Linked DNA regions of Sus scrofa: region 1 is linked to region 2. A link is a contact called in public HiChIP or PLAC-seq data. All regions are on one chromosome and are shown on one strand. Each heading gives the region's core, a stretch centred on a gene start, on an enhancer-like site or on the middle of the called end of the contact. The rest is flanking DNA. Distances are from core to core; before and after follow the strand shown. Region 1 holds the start of C2H5orf15 (keratinocyte-associated transmembrane protein 2). Region 2 holds the start of AFF4 (AF4/FMR2 family member 4).

Region 1 (2,902 bases), core at 59-2,558, 1.0 Mb before region 2:
TCTCACCAGTCAGAGAAATGAAACAATCTGGTATGGGGACAAAGGAACAAACTGGTCAAGGAAGAAAAGATTTAAGGTGCATTTATTACAGAAAAAAGACCTGTTGAAGTCTGCATCTCTCAATAAGTAAGTAGAAGCTGGAATTGAAGAGGCTTATTCATTAAACGATGGTTTCTGTACTCACAGAGGGAATGCTCCAGGGGAACTCGGGAGGACTTTGTACTCTGTCTACCCTGGAAGTTCTGCAAAAAGGGCACCATTCAGTCTATTTGGGCTTGTGGTGGGCTTTGAGAAATGAACATATGAATGACTTCTTAGTTTTCCTAACACAGAGTTTGTGTGTTTCTGAGCGGTCACTGGGGCCAGATAAATGTTAAGGGAAACCAGATTCAGGAGAACATAGGCCCTTCTCTCTTCCGAAAGGCAGCTCAACTGTCTCTGGGGGAAGGCGGCAATCTTCTGAAGGACTCAGGGAGACCAGAGTGTGAAGCCGCGGGTGAAATAAATGTCTTGCTTCATGCCATACTGATTTTCCTGCACATCAATCAAATGCAATTTTACGATCTGAAGCCTACAGACATTTACTAAGAAAACAGTCACAGAAAACACAGACCAAAGCATTGTTGCTAGTGCCCCGAGGGAACTTCCTGGAAGTTTCTAAATGTGCATTTTCATATACTGGGGGTTTTGTCTTAAGTTACAAAACTACAAAATTGGAGCTTAATGCACCCCTCTTTCCTGGCCCATATTCCTGTTTGTCCTCCATAATACCTTTACCATGTACAGAGTATACATTTTATCCTGTAGTCTCTCGCACAGGAAAATAAATTCCACGAAGGTGGCGGGGGTTCATTTTGTTCAGCGCGGTATACTGAAATATGGAGAGGTGCTAAATGTTTGTTAAAGTAATAAGTGATTTGTGGGCAAAGTTAAAAAATAAAACAAATACCTAAAACTCTACCACCCAATTTTAACATTCGTTTGCTTTTAGGAGGGGGAGGGAGGATACTGCTCTTAGGAGATCGGTCTGTTACACAGGTGGATATACCTTCTAAACGTTTTAAAACACTGTTATTAGTTATATAGTAGCCGTGAGAGGGAGGGGGCGGGGAGGCTCGCTCTGACCCTCTCCACACCTTACACATTACAGCTAAACTCCGGGCCAAGTTTGGGGCGCCCGCCGGTTGTGCAACTCCCACCATGCCTCTTCCTTCACTCCGGCTCAGAGAGCCGCGCTCCCCGCTGCGACGTCATCACGCTGGGACGTAGATGCTTAGGGCCGAGATAGTATACGCAGTGTCTGACGTCATGACGTAGAGCCTAGCAACCGCGCAGGCTCGCAGCCGAGACCGTTATGGCTGCCGCCGCCCCTAGCAGGATGAGAGGCGCTGTACAAGCGAAGCTGCCGCCCAAGCCAGGCATCCAGGTTCCCACGGGGCTGGCGCGGCCGCTGGTCCTGGAGGTCCTGCTTGCGTCTGTCCTCATATCCAGCGGTAAAGGGGGCGCGGCGGCAGGGCGGGCGCAGGAAGATGGGGAGGGCCTGGGTACCTGCAGCGAGGCAGGCCCGGCCGGGGAACCGGCGCTTCGGAGTGTTCGGAGCTGGTGGCGATCATGTGTAGAGGGTCAGGGTCTCTACGGCCCTGAGAAGGGAGGGTAGGCTGTCTGAAGGAGTCTGCGGAGATGGGGTCTCTAAGAGGCCTGAGGAGTGGGGCTGCAGGGACCCAGGGAGCGAGTGTGTAGATGGGCGGGGAGGGAGGAGTGGTGGTGTTGTCTAAGTCTTGGCGAAAGGGTTGCCACAGAGAATGGCGGTGATGCGGTCTCCAAAATTCCTTGGAGGTGTTGATTTTTAAAAAGCCACACAACTCGAGGAGCTGTGAGTTGAGTGTATTCCGTGTCTTACTGACGGCTGTAGCCGGGAAGATAGCTTTTCAGATAGCTCTGAGAAATTATTGGACGAGGTAAGGGAGGAGCCAGAATATGTATGAATTTTTTGCTGGAAAAAAAAAAAAAACAACATGTAGTTGAAGATCAAAAGATGAGTGCTAATCACAGAGAAAAGATATCTCGAGTTCATGATTTTAGTCCTTTTCTATGTACGGGAAGACGCAAGAATCTGGGGTTGCTGAAATTCTTTCTTAGATAGGCTTCTTAACTATCTGGGGGCCTGTACATCCAAAACAAAATACTTCATCCTGTTTTTCTCTATCTTGAAGTCCCCTCTGGCGCACTATCAGTGGGCACCTGCAGTCGTTGGTGGCTTGATTCCTGTAGACTGTAATGGCAGGCAACTTTTTTTTTTTTTTTTCCTTTACAGAAGTGGGAGTTAGGAGGGTCTATAAGAGGGGACAGGGAGGGCAGGTGCTTAGGAGATGACTGAGATTAGGAGGTGTGGGGTCTAGAGAGGGGCGGGTGCCCAGGATCTAGCAGGACCAAGGGAAGGTGTGGGCTTCCCAGAATGGGTGAGATCAGTGGTAAAGACGGAAGTGAGTAGGGGCAGTGCTGGGCTGAGCTGATGGAATATTTTGGAGCGCAAAGGTGAAGGGGAAAGAGCTGTCTTTGAGTACTGGGGCATCCCTGAGGACTGGGAGCTTGTGGTGCTTGAATACTGGGGCCAGAATACTGGGGCTTGGGAGGAGGAGGGGGGTTCGGGGACAAGGAAATTCTTTGTAAACATGGTTCCCCTTCTCTGGGTCCTTGGTGAACCAGACACCTCTGCTTCCTTTTAATGGATCCGTAGGATTTCAGTATTTCTTTTTAAATTTTTTTTTATTGAGGTATAATTGATGTATTAGTTTCAGGTTACGGCATAATGATTCAATGTTTGTATGCACTGAGATCACCACAGTAAATCTAGTTACTCTCCACCACACAGTTAACAAAATATTTGTTTCTTATAATAACT
Region 2 (2,952 bases), core at 255-2,754:
TTACTAGTTGCAGCTTAGTTTGTAATTTAGTAAAGACTTGACAACAACCTTAATGTCCACCTGTAGGGGATTTGTTAAAAAAATATATATATGCTATTTACATAAAATAGAATATTATACTGCTCGTAGAAGAGTGAGGCAGTTCTTTCAGTGTTAATATGGAAACATATCCAGATATTTTGATTGAGAAAAGGAAGGAACTTAATAGTATATATAGTATGTGATCACTTGTGTAAAAAATATGTATAACTGGACTTTAAGATATATTTAGGGAGTTCCCCTGTGGCTCAGCAGATGTGAATCTGACTAGTATCCATGAGGATGCAGGTTTGATCCTCCGCCTTGCTCAGTGGGTTAAGGATCCAGCATTGCCATGAGCTGTGGTGTAGGTGGCAGATGCAGCTTGGATCTGGCATTGCTGTGGCTCTGATTTGACCCCTAGCCTGGGAACCTCCATATGCTGCGGGTGCAGCCCTAAAAAGACAACAAAATAAAAAATAAAATAAAATATATTTATAAATGTTTTGGGAAAGCTACTGAGAAAATGCTAAATGACTGCCTCCAGAACTGGAGTAGTTAAAATGGTAGGGATGGGAGCATCGATTATTTTTCACTGTTTTGTCACAGTTCATTTTTAGTTTTACATGAATACACTTCCAAATAGATATATAAAATCTACATCAAGTGTTTAGCTTAAAGGCGTGTTTAGCAAAATTCTGTGGTCACTTCAGAATTTTGAAAAGGAAGAAACTTCTATTGATGCTGATGAATTACCAGCTTTAGGGCTGATAAAAACATATTCATACGCACATTCCTTATAGTTTATCATAAATCTCCTCAAAAGCCTTGCATTTCATTTTTAGACATCTTTAAAATGCTTGCTTCAAAATTAGCTCGTAGAAAGTGAAAAAAACGGCTTCACCAGGCTCCTTTATAGAAAGACATCATCTAAGAGGCAGGAAATTATCAAGTGTTTTCCAAATAATAACCCCAAAGTCACTTCTCTGGACAGTTAACCACACTGGGTTCTGTGAGACCCTCTGAAAATTCTGTCTAGTCTATAACTATTACTTTACTCTCAATTACAGCTTCCCCGAGGATGTTAGAAGCAAAGTGTGGAAAACGTTATCTTGACGAAAAGTATTCACGGCCGAAGATGCTTAGATGACCAAGAAAAAAAAAAGGCCTGCCTGGCTTCGCGGGTGATCAAGCCAGGTTCTGGGCGGCCTCCGGTAGAGAAACTCCCCGCAGCCTTCCTTTCTCGGCCGGACCCGCGAGGGCCGCTGGACTGACTCCGGGCTTCAACGTCAGCAGGAGGCCGAGGGTCTAGGGGGGCTTCAGGCTCGGCCACACCCCCAGAAGGGGCCGTCCGCCCAACCCCCTGAGCCCCAGAACCGGTAGATCCGGCTCAGCCCGGCCCCGCCCTTCCGAACCTCGCTAGCGGCTACGCCGTGCGAGGTGCGCGCGCGGGAGGCGCAGGCCCGGTCACGCTCCGCCCCCTCGGCCCGACGCGGCCGCCGGGCCCGAGGGCTCGGGCCTAAGCCGCCGGGGCCAGTACCCGGCCGGGCCACGGTCTTCGGCCCCGAGCGCCGCGCACGTCACCACCCCCCGACGTCACCTCCCGGCACTGCAGGCCCCGCAGCCCTCCGCTTTTCTGGAGGGGAGGGGCCCGGCGTCGCCACGTGACGCCTCGTCCCCGCCCGGCCCTGGTCACATGGGTGGCGCGGCCGCTGCGTCAGTCACAGCCCTGGCTGCGGGAGTCGAGCCGCCGTCGCCGCCGCCGCCGCCAGCGGACGGGGCGGGGATCCCGGTGCCAGGTCCTCGTCAGCCCGCCTCAGCCGGCCCTCCCGGCCAGGCCTCGACCGTCATGGAGCGGGGCGGGACCTCCGCCTGTGCCGTGTGAGCTGCGTCGCCGCCGCCTGCGCTTTTCGAGACCTCCCGAACCCTCGCCGCCGCCGCCGCCCGGAGCCCCTCGCCCTTGGCAGCCTGTCGCCGCCCCTCGGGCGGGCTCGAATGCGCGTCCGGTGAAGGTGCAGGCCCGGCGCTGCCACTGCCGCAGCCGGGAGATGGTTCGGGCCTAGCGGAGCCGGGACTGGAGGTGAGAAGCACCGACGGACTGACGGAGGGCCGGGCCGGGCGGCGGGGGAGTGGGGGAGGGGAGGACGGGGTCCGCCTCCGGATTCGGAGGGACCCTCCGGGCTCGGGCTGCTCGATCCGGCATCTCTTTTCGCCTTCGCATTCCAGCCCCCTACCCTTATACACACACAAAACATTAATGAAATGGCTAACCCAATCCTAACAAAAATTCCCAGAAATCCATCTTTTCCCAGTTTTGTCTTTCCCCTTCCATTTCTCAATCCATTCTTGCCCTCAGAAATTCCTTCGACTGCATCGTTGCTTTTAAAGCCCCTCCTGAATTTCAGGGTGTTTCTAGTTGAAGAGAAAAGAGGGCCTAGATGCTGGCTAGCATTACCCAACTAGTTCTCGCTTTCCTTCTCGCGATCCTGCGCACGTCCTCCTCCTTCTCCTCCTCCTCCTCCTCCTCCCCCTCCCTCCCCCGCAAAAAGGAAAAAAAAAAAAGGGAAAAAAATTTCCGCCTTCGGCTGGTTAAGGGGGTTGACTAAAAATGGGAATGTTGGGGGTGTAATACTGGAACACCCCCCCCCATAACTTCTGAATCGGTCCAGCTCGTTACCCCGATAGCTTGTATTTGGATATGGATGTGTAGGCCTTTCCTCCAGCTGCCGGTGCTCGGGGTTAATCTCGTAATTGACGTCAGTGCTTTGTTCCTTCCACTTTGCTGTTCCTTCCACTCTTTGAGGATGGATCATGGGATCCAGGAGTTGGAGGAGTCTCCTTACTGCCTTTTCTTTCGCAAAGACTGTCGTTTATAGGAAGTTGAAGATACAAATCTGCGATGCTTGCGTGTGGAGTTCAGACTAAGATGCAGAG

The links. HiChIP or PLAC-seq counts read pairs in DNA pulled down with a chosen protein or histone mark.
Region 1: an H3K27ac HiChIP or PLAC-seq map of skeletal muscle shows a contact between it and region 2, with 6 times the contacts expected there. The contact joins the promoter of C2H5orf15 here to the promoter of AFF4 in region 2. A contact is called at or near these places in 1 of 5 promoter capture datasets (fetal skeletal muscle) and 1 of 2 datasets of contacts at active chromatin or transcription factors (skeletal muscle).

What each region holds. Positions count from the first base shown.
Region 1 is chr2:136,297,531-136,300,432 of Sscrofa11.1, reverse strand. It overlaps C2H5orf15 (keratinocyte-associated transmembrane protein 2), which reads left to right and starts at 1,308. Exons shown (of 3, transcript XM_003123938.5): 1 at 1,308-1,493. The coding sequence starts at 1,355.
Region 2 is chr2:135,282,483-135,285,434 of Sscrofa11.1, reverse strand. AFF4 (AF4/FMR2 family member 4) reads left to right here and starts at 1,504. Exons shown (of 21, transcript XM_021084750.1): 1 at 1,504-2,098.